2 separate regions of the Mus musculus genome follow, and region 2 is linked to region 1. Evidence: chromatin contacts called from public HiChIP or PLAC-seq data. All regions are on one chromosome and are shown on one strand. The core of a region is the stretch at or near the end of the contact, and the rest is flanking DNA. Distances in the headings are between cores, read along the strand shown.

Region 1 (7,908 bases), core at 2,866-5,365:
TCTAGGAAAGTAGACCGAGGCAAAAGAAGAAAAGCGACTGAAGACACAGTCCACAAGAATTATGGGCACAGTAGAGCCCTGTATCCCCCATAAGCCTGGTAGGAGTCTTCTCAGGATATTCCTTTTCAAAAGGGTCCAAATGAGGACCCTTCTACCCAGCTGACAAAAGACAGCCTAGGGAGAGCCAACCAGAGTCACCACAAGCTAAGCCAGGCTTATAAAAGCTCTCCTAGGGCTCAAAGAGTTGAATTGGATCTCTAGCCTCCCAGGACAAAGCATTTCGGTTTTGATGGAGTTCTTTTCTCTTTCCGCTTTGTCTGGTTATTTTCTCAATTTCTCCCTTTCTGGTTTAGGCTTTTTTTCTGTAATACTTATATTTGGCACATGATTCCCACCCCCCCTCTCCTAGCTCTGACTATTATACCCCACTATTGTGGTGTTCTTTTTCCTCTGAAAGCAATCAAAAATGAAAATCCACATTTCAGAACAGGGTCTATTAAATATGCACCTTTTGTGGGTTAAAAAAGGAAAGCGCTCTCTGATTTCAGCTGTGTTTCACCTACAGATTAGACACCAGGGTGAGACTTCTGCTCCTTAGCAGGCCATTTGCATCTGGTAATTGAGAAGGAGGTCAGGAAGGCTGGAGGTAAAAGTGACTCATTCTACGGAATGTGGAATGCGTTAGTCTGAGGCGTTGCTAATCAAACTATAGTCTTTGTACCAGCAGCAAAAGCTTCACCCAGGAGCTTACTGAATGTAGACCTGTAGTGCCCAAGAGATGTCTCCTAAGTACCTGCCAATCTACTAGAGGCCCTGGGTTGGGATCCCAGCACCCATGGTGTGCAGCACATGACTGACAGAATCTCAAGCTTCAGGGAATCCAGTGCTCTCTTCTGGTCTCCTAGGGGACTAGCACAAGCATGGAGGATACTCACACATGCACATCAATAAAAACGGACAGAGACCATAGAAATGCAGGCTCTCCGGGACCACCCAAAGCTAACGGAATCAGGATCTATCTTTTAACAAGATCCCAGGGTTTTTAAGAGCAAAGGTATGGGGTAAAAGCAAATTGCCTTTACTGTCCGCCTGGACACTCCATAGATTTCTAAGAAAGTAAGCCTGTTTGGTCGATGCTTTAAGATGGCCCCCTCCCCCACCACACACACCGTTCTTTCCTGCCCAAACTGTGGATTCATATGGGAATCCTGGAATGATCAGTATTCATCTGCCTATCAATGTCAGCCAAATAATTACTGAAGGTGACATCAGGCTGGTGGCCAGCCATTCTGCAGCAGATAGTCCCTAAAAGGAAAGGGCTCTGACACTGGAGGGTGACAGGGAACCCGCACTTCCTGTTTTGAAGGCTCTGGGAAGGGATAGAAAAAGACACCACTGTACAAACTATGGGAAATGCAAAGGTGACTGGTGAATTCAGAGGATCTTGGGAAACTAAAGCTGAGAAAGGCCCAGAAAACAGTAATGGATGAAACCAAGAGCAGAGCGCTTAAATCCGGCGCATGCGCAGACTTCACACATCCTATAACAATGGCGGAGATTCGGGGAGATGGACTCTGATTAGCTCATCTGTCATCTACATGGGAGACCTGTTCCAGGAGATGGAAAAGCATATGCACCTGGTTAGAAGGACTGGTAGCCAGAACTGACAAGTCAGCTAAGAGGAAAAGACCCTTATCTGCTCAGTGGTCACCTGCATACTGACTCGCAATTCATGAGGTAGAGTTAGTATCCAGAGAGGGGAGAGTCCTGGTGAGCCACAAAGACGTGGTCTGGACCCACACTTGACCTTGTCCTCTGTGACGAATACATCTGCCTCTGAGATGCTTCTAGTAAAAAGCTAAAATAGCAGCACAAAAAGTTACTCCTTGGGGAAAAAAAAAAAAAAGCAAAAACACCCACCCTCCCACCCACCCTCTCCATCCAAAGAAAAAGTAAGTTTCCTCTGCGACTGTGACTCTGACTCTGAACGCCGCTATAGACACTTTCATGCCTTTGTCATCGAATGGCTGTCGAGTGGATTGCCTGAATTACCAACTGCTCTGTGCTAAGGCCTACGCTATCATTCTCCTCCCTCAGTTTTGCTAAATGTCTGCTCACTTTATTTGCCCCGTCTTCACCTTCAAAGTCTCCGAGACAGCAATATTTTCCAATGTGGAAATGGTTCATTTACGCCAAGCAATACTTGTGTTTCGTCAAATGACAATCTATCTACTTAGGCATCCTCTGTATTTCGGCTAGGAGAACGCAAGCCTGTCCTTCACAAGCCCACATCAGCAATGTCTCAAGGAGGATCCGGAACAGGCAGGAATGATGGACGGTGGTGCACAAGGAAGAAAGGGGGAGACTTAAGGGGGAGAAATTCAGACCGGAACTCCATCTGTCTTCCTTGACCACAACCAAAAGATAGCCCTCTCGCTTGGAATCAAGCATATTATAGATTAGCCGCCTTACAGGGACTGGGGCTATCAATTTGGTTTCAGAACTTCCACTTCACAGAAGAGTCCTTGACTTAATCCCCACCGTAATTCAGACCTCGCTAAGCAGTCTTCCAGAAACATACCTGAAGGGAACTCTGCAGCCCTTCCCCACCCCCAACAGTCACAGACATGCCTCAGCACACCACCTCCAAGAAAGAGAAAGTTAACTTTCAAATAAACCTGTCCTTCAACTGGTCTGACCATGTTTTCAGACCCTTCACATTCTTCAAGACGGTTTATTCTAAAGTAGTTCAAATCCAGAAGCCCAAACCTGACCTGTGTGTGAAGGGCAAAGATCAAGGGTCGAAGGGCTACAAATACACTGCTTCCCCCCACCCCCACCCCCACACACTCCTTTGATCCTCTTTTTCCTCTGGGCCAAAATGGGAAAATGTGCCAGGCTTCTTATCCTTCCTTCAGAAAAGCCCAATTGGGCTGCCGGTGGGTGTGCGAACCTACACCGGTTCCACACAATTTTCTGTGAACTCCAGGGGTTTTGCAGAAGGCTGGGACACAGGGACTCTATTTCTCAGGCACCCCTAAAGTCTGCACGTATGCAGAAGGCGCAGTGCTGTCCGGTCGGTACAGTCTCCCCTCCCTGCTGGGCCATTCAAAGCTCCCCCCACCACAGCGGGGTCACTCACCACCCGTGAGCTGTGCAGGGCCAAAGCACAGCGCCAGTTGAAACCACAGGATCACGGCCAAGAGTCTCTGGGGGGACTGAGGCTGCTGTTGCTGCAGCTGCTGCTCTAGAAATCCATCTCCATTGCTCGGGTTCATTCCATGATACATCTTTCATCCACAGAGGGCATCCAGCTTGCGAGAGTCTGCAACCAGGAGCGGAACACGACAATACCCCGGGGTTGCCCGGGCTCTGGGGCCAAGCTCTCCCTCCTCCACCCTGGGGGCCCGGTGCCTGGGCTTTGCGGGCTCCATCCCATCCCATCCCTGTTCGCCCCTGCGCAGCCCCCGCCCCCTTTCCCACAGCGAGATCCTCCCTGCCACCCCCCATGCAGGGTCCAGAGAGTAGCAGCCACCATGGGATACTGCGCGTGCGGGAGGGATGGAGGAGGGGAGAGAGGACAGGGGTTAGTGCACACTGGCTCTGTGCTGGTCCCCGGGATTCAGCGGCTCTGATCATGACAGGAAAGTCTAAAGCCTTATAGCATCAAGCGGCTGAGAAAACACTTTTCCCCGGGCCTGTACATTTCACTCTGAGGAATCTCACAATGTGCCCCCTGCTGCCCCTGGATACTTCTCTGCTTTTCCAAGGATTGGGAGGCTCCTATTGCCCCAGTCCCTTATGAAATCTGAGCTGTTATTTTTATTTTAAAAATTCCTCCCTTAGGGGAGCTGAGCCAGGAGCCAACTCGCCCAGCCCGGCCTGCGCACGCCTCCCCGGGGCAGGCAAGCCCCTTCCGGGCTCCGGCTCTTACCTGTGGGTCTCATGCATGCAGCTTCCTTCCCTCCTCCGCCTCCTCCCCCCGCCAGTCTAACCCGCATCTGTGCGCGACCTCTGCTGCCGCCTCTGCGCGAGCAAGCAAGCGAGCGAGCGAGCAAGACAGAGGAGCGAGCGAGCGAGCGAGACGGAAGCCTCGGCGGCTGCCGGGCTACACCGCCCCCGCCCGTCCCGCCGCGCGCTCCCTCCCCGGGCTCCCCCGAGTGGCCGGGGGCGGGGGTGACGAGGGCCACGGCTGCCGGGCTGCGCGCGCCCGCTACCTGAGCTCGGGAGCGCGCGGCGGCGGCGCGGAGAGGGGGAGGAAGGGACGAGGCCCGGGCGCGCGCGGGAAGGGCAGGGGCGCGCGGGCCTGCACGCGCCTCGGCGGGTCCCAGCCAGCGCCGGTAGCAGGGGTAAGGGGATGGCGTGGGCGGAGGAGGACGCCGTGGCCAATGGGAAGCCGGCGCGCCTGCACCTGTCGGGCACGAGTCGCCAGGCGGCGGCACACACGCACACGCATTCACACACGCGCATACGCGTATGCACGCACACATACCCAGGCACACGCACGCGCACACACCGCAGGTCTGCGCCGCGATCCTTCACCAGTGGCCTCTGGAGCCCTTAGCCCCGTGTGTGCCACCAGAGGCTGTGACCTCGAAGGTGGAGGTGGACAGGATGATCCCACCCAGGACCATCACCGATGACAGGGTTAACTTGAATGGGGCGGTGTAAGCACAACCCTTGCTGCTAAAACCTCAAGTTCTTGGTGACCCCGAACATCTCCACGGGTGTGAGCTTCCCCTAGAGCCCAGTGGACAGCCCGAGGAGGCTGGGTCTCTGTCTCCCGTCCCTTGCACCGTCGGCATTTTCCCTCTTGGCTGCCTTGGAGATAGACGCAAGCATCTCTCGGAGCTTTCTCTTGAGAGGCTCTCCCTCAGGGAGACAAGTGACCGGGCAGTGAGATGATGGGTGCCAATGCGGGAAAGCTGGATATCACCGGAAGCTTATTTCCTTTGGGTAAGAACCCGAAAGGATCAGGGGTCCCCAGGAAAGAACGTTCCCCTGGTCAGCGGTCCCTTCCTGGTGTCTTAAGTTCAGCCTGCTGCTAGCTCTGTTCTCCCAACCTTTGCTGTTCCCCAGCAAGCTAGACCTCCCTCTGAGGTCTGGGCCGGCTCCTAGGGTACTTGTGTGAGCCTTGGTGATTAAGGGGTGTGCCTTAATGAGGTAGGGCCGGCAGGCAGTATTTTTGAACCACTGGATCCCCATTATTCTGTAGCAATTTGTGGATATGAAAAACCATGTTTCTGATACAGCCACCAAATCATCTCGTCCTTCTATCGACTTTCCCAAAATCTCACATACTGAAGGTAGTTTGGAAATTACAGCTTTTACCGTGTTGGCTTTTACTGCGAGTAATTTTAACAAATTCTTGCAGGAGAAATTAGCTTTTAGTAGATAAATCTAGTTCAATGTTGTTGATTTTTTTTTTCGATTTGTAAAATTGAGATGTCAGCTTTGCACGGAGTAAGTTGAACAGTTTTGGTTATCACAAATGCATTTCTGCTAAAGCCTGAACTCTGAAGCCCAAAGCATTACTTGGGCATTTTTCTGTGTTTCCAAGGTCCTAAGATTGTTCGCTGCAAATTGAATATTTATTCTAGCTTATTCTCAATAAAATATCTACCGTTTTAAAAATAGCTGTCAGATCCACAGGGCATAAAACTATTTGTTGACCATGCAACAAATGTATCTGAAGTCTGCCGCTTAGCTGCAACAATCGGCTTATAAGACTACCAGGGCCAACAGGACCATCCAAGTTCATCTGTCCCAAGCCTGGGATCTGCGCTTAAGTCTCCTTTCTGACACAGTGCTAGCCAGCTGGAGCTACAGCTCAGCAGTAGGCCACTTGCCTAGCTCTTGTGTGAGGCTCGGGGCTCCACCCTTAGTACCACAAGAATTAAATTATTTGTGAACAAGGTCACGTAGCCTCATCCAGTACCTGAGGAAGCCTGTTGTAGTTGCTGGTTGCACTCAGAAATGCCTTCCTCGGGTGGGACTGCTCTGCTTTGGGTTTGTTTGTTTTTTCTGTTATTGTGCTAAGACACTGACCAAAAACAACTTGGGGAGGGGAAGACTTTTACTTGGCTGACAAGTTACAGTCCACCAGTAAGAAAAGCCAAGACAGGAACTGAAGGCAGGAACTGAAGGGGTCGGGGTGGGGAATGGAGGAACGATGCTTGCTTACCAGCTTTGCTTCCTGTGTGTTGCTTGGCAGACTTTCATAGCCCAGGAATCACACACACACACACACACACACACACACACACACACACACGCACGCACGCACGCACGCACGCACACACGCACGCACGCACGCACGCACGCACACACGCACACACTCTCATACAGTGGCCTGGGCCCTCCTGCATTTAATCAGCGTTTAAGGAAAAGCTCCCGCAGACATGGCCACATGGAAACAGTTTTTCAGTTGAGATTTCCTCTTCTAAGTTATGCTCAATGTTAAGTTGACATAACTTAAGCTATAACAGAACCAAGAACCCTTCCCAAAACATGGCCTGTGGCTCTGCCTCTCTTTTCTGGGCTCACGCCGCTAAGTCAAATTCTCCTTCTTTAAGACAAACTGTCAAGGCGGGAGAGATGACTCAGTGGTTAAGCTCTCTTGCTGTTCTTCAGAAGACGTGAGTTCAATTCCCAGCCCCCCACATGGTGGCTCACAACCATCTGTAACTCCAGTCCCAGGGCATCTGATACCCTTGCCCTCTTCTGATCACCACAGGCACCAGGCATGAATGAGGTGTAATTGCAGACATGAAGGCAAAAAGCTTACAAATATAAATTTTAAAAGATGGAAGATGGCACTTCATTCATTTGGAGATAGCATCAGGTTTCTTTGCCTTGTCTTCTGGGAATGATATGTAGTCACTTCCCTTTATGTCAGTTTCCAGTCTCCTTGCTAGCTTGTGGTCAAACTAGAGTTAGCTGATCTCCCCATTGTCCACCCGGATCCAGCAGTGAGAGTCTGTTTGAGAAAGGGGGCATGTGGTCACTCTGGGCTCTCGCCTCAGTCCAGAAGAATACTGGGCGTTCCCATCATACTGACCCACACAGTGAAGTTTTGGAAGGGTGGCCACAGCACAATGTTGTGTCAGTTTCCTATATTGTGTTTTATTTTTTTCCATGGCTCCCATAAAATACCCTACACTAGGAATTCAATCTGTCCAGGTTCTGGGGGCCGGGTTTCCAAAGTGAGAGTGTTGGTGTGGGTGCAGCGGACAGTCTTCTCCCGTGTGTTCCCATGGGCATTCCTCTGTGGTGCCTGGGACAATCCTAATGGCCTCGTTTAGATTAATTGCCTCTTTAAAGGCCTTGTCTCCAAAAATAGTCATATTCTGAGGCACTGGAATCTCAAAAACAAGTCATCTTGGATATAATTGGATATATACTTTCTCCAGAAAGGAAGTCAGGAGAGACAGAGTCCAGGAGATAGCAGGACTGACTTCTTACTAAGTGAGGGGGAAACTTACTTCCTCTGCTGTCCTCACAGGAGTTCACTACCAACTGCAGACAAAGGCAAAGGTTTTCAGACTCATTGTAGACTTCTTGAGGTATTAGGCAGACACAGAAATAGTCATGAAATGTTGAGGAAACTCATCCTCTAAATGCCACAGCCACATAGTTTATAAATAATGGAGATTTTTCTTGGCTCATGTCCTGGAGACTAGGTAGTTAAAGATCAAGAATTGCCTCTGGCAAGGGTCTTTTTAGTACATTGTAACGTGGCAGAAGATATCTTGTGGTCCGAAAGAAATACACAAGGGGTGGGGGACAGACTGACAACACTGAAAAAGACTGGCCTTCTTCCTGTTATCAGAACCGACCCATTCTCAGAGCAGCATCAATTTCTGGGGCTGCAGATGATGGATAAAACAGCTCATTCAGGTATGCACC
Region 2 (7,908 bases), core at 4,057-6,556, 160 kb before region 1:
TGAAAAACAATAATAGAGAAAGTTGGGGAGAAGTGGCTTCTGGCTTTTTTTGTGCTGTGCCTTTAAAACAAAGAGCTATCTGTATCCGAGGCAACAGCTATGCCAGCTATGCCATCAGACTGCATACATTGTATCCATATATTAAAGAGATGCCCTGCACCTCATAAAATGTATGGCTATTATGTATCAACAGAAAATATCTATTTATAAACTATTCCAATGCAAGGTCCTGTCTCTTAAAGCTGATGTCTCCTCTGCTCCTGAGGATGGCTCGTGAGTGGGAAGGCCTGAAAGACACAGATGAGAAGACAGATTGCCATCCAGAGAGGAGTGAGGGGAGGCCACAGTGCTGACCCAGGCTGATGTTCTGGTATGCTACAGACCTAGGTTCAAAGCCAAGCAGTGCTGTTCATCTGGTGTCACTTTGGCAAGTCATTTCTTTTCTGTCGGCCTCAGCTCCTTTATCTTGCTGTAAGATGAGGGTTCATAATGCCCACTTGTGTTATCAAAGCATAAGCATTTTATTATATTTATTTATTATATTTTATGGTGGAGTGCTTATCAGAGTGGCTGGCAAGAGCTCGGTAAGTAGGGACGAGCTGAGAAAAACATCCACTTCATGGTGTGTGTGGCTTGCACAGGACAAAATGCTGTTGCCCCCTCATCGTCTGTAGTTACAAGCAATCCTTTTACCACCACCACACATTGAGAGTCCCTCTTTCTGTGGTTTCCTGCGGAATAATTGGTCTGTGTTCCTATTGTGTTTGAGATCCACCCATGTTGTTCCATGATAATAGCTTTATTCCAAACAGCCGCTATTGCCCACACTCCAAATGTCTGTCAGCAGGTAGGTAGTAAAAACTTAACCAAAAAGAGAAGTCTGGTCTTCACCCTTGGCTACTCAGAGTTGATCCCTAGGCTGTTGAAATGTAGCTTGGCAGCTTTGGCCAGCAAGCATCCCAACTACAGTTATTGTTATTTTTTAAGAAATAAAACAGGGTCTCATGTAGACCGGGCTGGCTGTAAACTCCCTATATATTTGAGAATGACCTTGAACTTCGAAGCTTTCTGTTTCTACCTGCCAAATGTTTAGATTATAGTTATAATTCCCCATGCATGTATTATTTTAGGATCAAAGCCAGGGATGTGCCAATGCTAGACAAGTACTCTGCCCAGCCCGGACTATGATTTATGATGGGCCGTCTGGGAGGAGCTTGTGAGTCACATCGACAGTCACATGGACACTACAACATCGAATATGAGACTCAGGTAGACTTCTTTGTTTGTTTGTTTGTTTGTTTTTGTTTTTGTTTTTGCTTTTTCAAGACTAGGTTTCTCTGCATAGCTCTGGCTGTCCTGGAACTCACTCTGTAGACCAGGCTGGCCTCAAACTCAGAAATCCGCGTGCCTCTGCCTCCCGAGTGCTGGGATTAAAGGCGTGTGCCACCACACCCGGCTCGGGTAGACTTCTTGAGCCCCAGTATCTCATGCACATGAGGAACACAGGCGACGTGAGAAACTCAATCTGTAAGCTGACTTAACATCTGGAGCCCACTTGTCCCCGGGTTGGACTCTGGTTCATAGAAATACCACAAAAAATTCCAGGAAGAAACTGCCCTGGGCCCAACCCAATCAGTGAATAGAAGGAAAGTAACACCCCCCCCCCCCAAATCACAGAGGTTATAGATAAATGGATCAAGTTGGCTGAAGTCATCCCTGACCAATCCCTACATGCCAAGATACCCCTTGCCATAAGGCAACTGCTAGGCTAGAGACTTCTATTTCCTGCTCAAACTATAATTAAGACTCAGGGCTCTCGGCACGAATCTGCTGTGTCTGAGGAACCTGAGGGTCCAAGCTTAAGCTTGAGTAAAGGCTCTTTGCTTTTGCATACAGATTCAGACTCCTGGTGGTCTTTGGGGACCCTGATATCTGAGCACAAGACATAGTGCTATACATTGATGCTGGGAGAGCAACAGGTCTCTGAAGGCAATGTGTCTCTGAGAACAAGGGAGAATTTTGCTCTCTGCAGTAAAAGCTTTGGCCAGTTCTGATTCTTATCCATTCATAGTGTGCCTTCAGTTGTTGAGTATGGGGATCGCCTGAATCCTACAAGCCTGAAAGCGATTGCGGAGACCCTTCACTCTGTCTACAGCTAGCTGATAACAAACGAAGATATCCTGGATCTGCTTCAGTTTGCCCTCGGCATCTGGATTGAGAGCAGGCTTGTGGGGTCTTCTCCTCTAGACTTTGTTCTCTTGTTAGATTCCTTGCAAAGGAATGGGCAAATGTTGGTGTATACAGAAGAGGTTAGCCGAGAGATTTAAAGTGAAATGAGGCACTGACATGCGTGGGTACCTCAGAAGCACTGAGCTGCAGGACAGTGGTTCTCCAGGCTCTGATTCAGCAACACACGACGCAGTGACTTGTGGACTTACTGTGTGGAATTTCCATGCCTGTAAATGAAGATAGCATCAGAATTAGAACTTAGTGCCCTGGGGGCGGGGGGATAGAAGTGTAGGAAGGGAAGATGTTTCCAGACATAAAGTACCTTGGAAAGACAAACATGATAGGTCCTTTAGCACTGAGGGGCTGGAAGATGTAGCCAGAACACTGGCTGGCCAGCTGATGGGAGCCTGCAGAAATCTGGTTTCATTCCATAAGTTACGTGAAGCTCCTGGAGTTTCAGGAGCCAGAAGAGTTTGCTCTGTGATGAGCACAGGGGTTGATGGAGTTGTTTTATATCACTGAAACAAACTAAAAGCCAGGCGTGGTGGTGCACGCCTTTAATCCCAGCACTCGGGAGGCAGAGGCAGGCAGATTTCTGAGTTCGAGGCCAGCCTGGTCTACAGAGTGAGTTACAGGACAGTCAGGGTTACACAGAGAAACCCTGTCTCGAAAAACCAAAAAAAAAAAAAAAAAAAAGAAGAAGAAGAAGAAGAAGAAGAAGAAGAAAGAAAGAAAGAAAGAAAGGAAGAAAGAAAGAAAGGGAGGGAGGGAGGAAGGAAGGAAGAAAGGAAGAAAGAAACTAAAGAAATAGGAGGCAAAAAAAAAAAAATCTAGTGTAAATCCCCAAAAAGGGTTAGGGGAAAGGTAGTGAGTCCTGAATATGGCAGTCAGCAATCAGTAGAAATTTCAATATCTAATAAAGTATTGTAATTTTTGATGGTAACTCTATCCAAAGATAGATTTTTGTATCAAGTACATATAGCCAAACAGGTATATCTCAGTAGGACAAAACTTCCCTAAAATAGTGATGCTGACTTGTTATATCAACTTAGCACATGCTAGAGTCATCGAAGAGGAGGGAACCCCAGTTGAGAAAATGCCTCCCTAAGACCATGGGATCTCCCCCTTCCTAAGATGGGGAGAGTCTAGCTAATTGTGGGTGGGGCCTTGGGTTCTATAAGAAGGCAGGCTGAGTAAGTCATGTGGAGCGAGCACCCCTCCATGGCCTCTGCATCAGCTCCTGCCTCTGGGATCCTGCTCTGGCTTCTTTAAACGATGGACCACAATGTGAAAGTGTAAGCCAGCTCGCTTTCAGTCAGAGCGTTTCATCATAGCAAAGTGACCCTAACTAGGACAGTAATATTTCTTCATTAGGTGCACTGAACTTGGAAATGGTCAGATTGTGTTCCACCCCGATCCATCCCAGCATCCCATCTGATTAGTCTGTATCTATTTTAAAAACTAAGCTGGTCATGGCCACTGGATTTCTTCTCTGCCCTAACATGATTCTTCCACTGCCTGTGAGGCAGCCACTCCTCTGAGGGCACTGCCATTTCTGCAGAGCTACAAAGGGCTGTAGCTGCCGGTGTGACTGACAGACTGGCTGTGAGGCGAGACAGCAGGTTTGGGAACTGCCCGTGCCTTTCAGGGTACGTGGTCGTGAGGTTATTTTGTCCTATGCGATATCCTACTTTATAAATTAGACAAATGTCTCCAGATTTGTATGCTAGAACCTGGTCCCCCTTTGTGATGGTTTCAGGAAATAGACATTAGGGAAGGTGGTTGTATCTTAAAGCAAATTGGCTTCAAGTGAGATCACTGCCCTTTTAAGAGAGGCACTGCAGAGCACCCTTGTCTCATCCGCCGTGTAAAGTTAGAGTGTGAAGATGCCACCTAGGAGGTAGTGGGCTCTCACAAGACCCTGGATCTGCTGGTGCCTTGACCCTGAACTTGCAGCCTTTAGAATGGAGCACTTCTTCTAAGACAAACAGCTCTACCTGCTGAGGGTTTATGCTCCGATAACCTTACCAAAATATCACTCGCTGGAAGCTACCTTAATCTATGGGTGGAGAAAGAAGCTTGGGAGGAGAGCCATGGTCACACGAATGGAAAGACTTCCTTCTGGTCACTCTCCTCCGTCTTGTTCTCCTGTCCACCTCTGTCTGTCCTACGTAGCACTCAGCTTCCAAAGGCATCATTTGTTACTTATGTCCTTCCTGATAATACACCCTGAGCCCTCTGGGCTAACACAAAACTCCAGAGAACCTTCATACATATGTGGGTCTTCCTGTACGATTGGAAGCTTGCTTTCCAAGGGTAAAATGATAGATGCAGGCAACGAGAGCAGACAGAGGGCAGAGCAAGACTTTATGCATACATTGCCTCAACCTCTGATTCACTGCGCCTGTGCCAGGAGAGAGAAAGGTGAGGTAATTCAACCATGGCCACACACACACACACACACACACACACACACACACACACACACACACACAAAACAAAGGTCAGGGCTGAAGTCTGACCCCAGAGCCTCTAGCACTGTTAGCCATGGTGCTTGGGGCATTTGGGGAACAAGAAATGAGGAAGCAGAGGAGGAGACGGATGCTTAAGCCTTCAGGCATTGCTGAATGTTGTCAGGGAAGACTAAGAAAAGAAGTGGGGATAAGCAAAATAGCATCCCTGCCAAGCCGGTGCACACAAGCTGGCACAGTCAAGACCCTGCTTCCCCAAGGAAGGTTTCATTGTGTTACAAAATAACCATGAACCAAAATGGCTGCTGTGCTCAGGACGGTAGGAGTGGCTTCCTCAACTCTCCTAGTAAGAACAATTAATTCCCCAGAAGGCACTCAAGTCCCGAGATGCTGATTTTTTTTTTTCCCTGTGAGTTCTCACCCTGGACAGATGAATTTTTCATAAAGACTTTGTCTGTAATCTAGAGAAACGTGTACAGCCATCCAGCCAGTCTTGGAGGCTCTGACAGCTCAATGGACCAGGAAAGAATCCCTATCCACGCTGTCTCTGAGTGAATGGTGGGGTTGCTGGGAGCTAGGGGAGCAGACTGGAGGAGAGGGTAGGTGGCTGCAGAGACAGACAGAGCTTTATAAATAACCTGTTCCCCCCTCTGCCTTAGAATCACAGAGCCGTGACTGGCTGCAAAATTAAAGAAAGAGGAGGCAGCACCCCAGAGAAACTAATGTGTCAGGAGGGGCAGGCCATGCAGCTGATGAGCTGGACATTCAGGATAATGACAACCAGGTAAACAGCTCCCAAGAGGAGTCCAGAGCCCCGGCTTGGGGAGAGTGGGGAGAGACAGAGACCCATGAATAGCCTATATATATCTTGCAATTCCTCTGTTGTTCTAACCTAATCAAATTAGACTCTGTGTGTGTGTGTGTGTGTGTGTGTGTGTGTCTGTGTGTGTCTGTGTGTGTCTGTGTGTGTCTGTGTGTGTCTGTGTGTGTGTGTGTCTGTGTGTGTCTGTGTGCTCGCATCTGCATGAAAGCTTGCATAGCCTTACAGTATTCCTGCCAATACAGTTCTTTGTTCATTTTCTATGTATGTATGTATGTATGTATGTATGTATGTATACATGTATGTATATATGTATGTATGTGTGTATGTATGTATGTATTCACTTTACATCTCTATCGAAGTTCCCTTTCCTTGCTCTCCTTCCAGTCCCTCCCTCACATACCCCTTCCCTGAGTAACCCCTCTCTTCTCCTCAGAGAAAACAAGTGCCCCCCCCCCTTGGGTACCAACCCACCCTGGCACATCAAGTCACAGCAGGACTAAACATATCCTCTCCTACTGAGGCCAGAGGAGGCAGCCCAGCTAGGGGAAGGGGATCCTATGGTAACAGAGTCAGAGACAGCCCCTGCTCCAGTTGTTAGGGGACCCACATGAAGACCACGCTGCACATCTGCTACAAATGTGTATAGGGCCTAGGTCCAGCCCCTGCACGATCTTTGGCTGGTGGTTTAGTTTCTGTGAGCCCCTACTTTCTCAGACTTGGTATCCTTGACCCTTCTGGCTCCCTCAATCTTTCTCCCGACTCTTTCCGACTCTTCCACAAGTCTCCCCAAGCTCCACCGAATGTTTGGCTGTGAGTCTCTGCATCTGTTTCCATCAGCTGCTGGATGAAACCTCTCAGAAGACAGTTATGCTAGGCTTATGTCTGCAAGCACAGCAGAGTATCATTAATAGTGTCAGGAGTGGGCTCTATTCCATGGGATGGGTCTCAAGAGGGGGCAGTCATTGGTTGGCTGTTTCCTCAGTCTCTGCACCATCTTTATCCCTGTACTGACTCCTTTTGTTTTCAGACATCATTCCAAAGCTTTTCTGTAGGGAATAAGGTCCTCCACTTTGACACCTTGTCACGTTTTCCAAGAATGGAGAGGTGGTGCTGAGAAGAAACCGAGCAGAGACTACACCAGACCTGGAACAGCAACAGTCCCTCGAGAAAGCCTGGGAGCTTCTCACAGAGCTTGCCTTGGGTAGTCAAGACGAGCAAACCCACTCACTCAAAACTGTGCCCTTGCACGGACAAATGCTTCCTGGTGTTGTCTAGAGTAGAGAGGTTTGTTTAAGGGACGACTACAAATTAGTCAGGAGGTCTGGGAGGTGGCTCTGGCTTGATGCGCAAGCATGAGGACCTGGCTTTCAATCCCTAGCACCTACATAAAAAGCTGGGTGGGATGCCGGTGCTTGCCATCCCAGGGCCGGGGCAGCCAGCAGAGGTAGGCAGAGCCCTGGTGCTCACCAGGCAGCTGGCCTAGCCTGATCCTAAGGTCCCAGCGAGAGGCCCTGTGCCCAAAACCAAGGTAAGACAGACAGTATCCGAGAAACACTTGAGGCTGACCTATGGCCTCCATAAACATTTGCACACACATGCCATGTAACCACTCACATGCACACACTCACACACAAACACACATAGGCACACACAATGCCATGTAACTACTCACACGCACACACACACAGAATGGGTGTGTGCACTGGAGGTATGGGATACTGGTTTGTTTATTAGTTTTATCATTTGCTTCCTTCATTCGAGCTTCCTCTGGAGTCCTTATCTCTTCTGAGTATTTTAGCTAGATGTCCAGATCCTCATCCTCCTGCCTCTGACTTTCCCACTCTACAGTACTGTCTCCAGCTACAGGAACATTCCCAGAGAAAGGCCAAGTCTTTTCAAGTCTAAGTCGCGCTAATGAAGCTCAACACTGAACTAGCTACTGGTGCAGGCTGGACTCTGAGACATTATTCCCGTCTTCAAACAGTTTTGCAGCCTGGTTGGTGATATGAAGATGATCATGAGACACGAAGAGGCACACGTATAGTGCTTCTCCCAGGCACACATGCAGGGTCCCTGACTGGAACAAGTCTGTACTTATTTGTGTATTCTGAGTATATTTCATCACCCATGACAATACTGCTTTCAGACCTCTCAGTGGCTTTGCTGTGTAGCTGTAATAGGATAAGGTAGAGACTTGTAGCCTGGGTGGATTTCTCTGAGAGGTCTCAATGACCTTGGCAAATGATATTGTACGAGTTAACCAGCAAGATAAGCAGCCGTTCTTACCCAGTGGCCACTACAACACACAGCGAGGAGGTGTCCTGATCCCAAGGCATTTCTATCAACCTGAGTCAAACTCAATTGCTCCTTTTTCTTTGGATGAGT

Evidence for each region. HiChIP or PLAC-seq counts read pairs in DNA pulled down with a chosen protein or histone mark.
Region 2: a contact with region 1 is called in an H3K4me3 HiChIP or PLAC-seq map of embryonic hindbrain, with 2.8 times the contacts expected there. The contact joins the enhancer-like site here to the promoter of Susd4 in region 1. A contact is called at or near these places in 5 of 39 promoter capture datasets (cranial neural crest, liver, maxillary cranial neural crest and 2 more), 8 of 115 datasets of contacts at active chromatin or transcription factors (embryonic basal ganglia, embryonic forebrain, embryonic hindbrain and 4 more) and 2 of 9 other capture datasets (macrophages and pancreatic islet).

The regions. Positions count from the first base shown.
Region 1 is chr1:182,760,423-182,768,330 of GRCm38.p6, reverse strand. Susd4 (sushi domain containing 4) reads right to left here and starts at 4,115. Exons shown (of 9, transcript NM_001356461.1): 1 at 3,935-4,115; 2 at 3,143-3,325. The coding sequence starts at 3,290.
Region 2 is chr1:182,919,944-182,927,851 of GRCm38.p6, reverse strand. No RefSeq gene overlaps it. Among named protein-coding and RNA genes, the nearest start is that of Tlr5, 31 kb to the left of the region's middle. Within about 2 kb of position 5,306, at least 20 of the 459 cell types and tissues checked have an H3K27ac peak or open chromatin away from gene starts, as enhancers often do.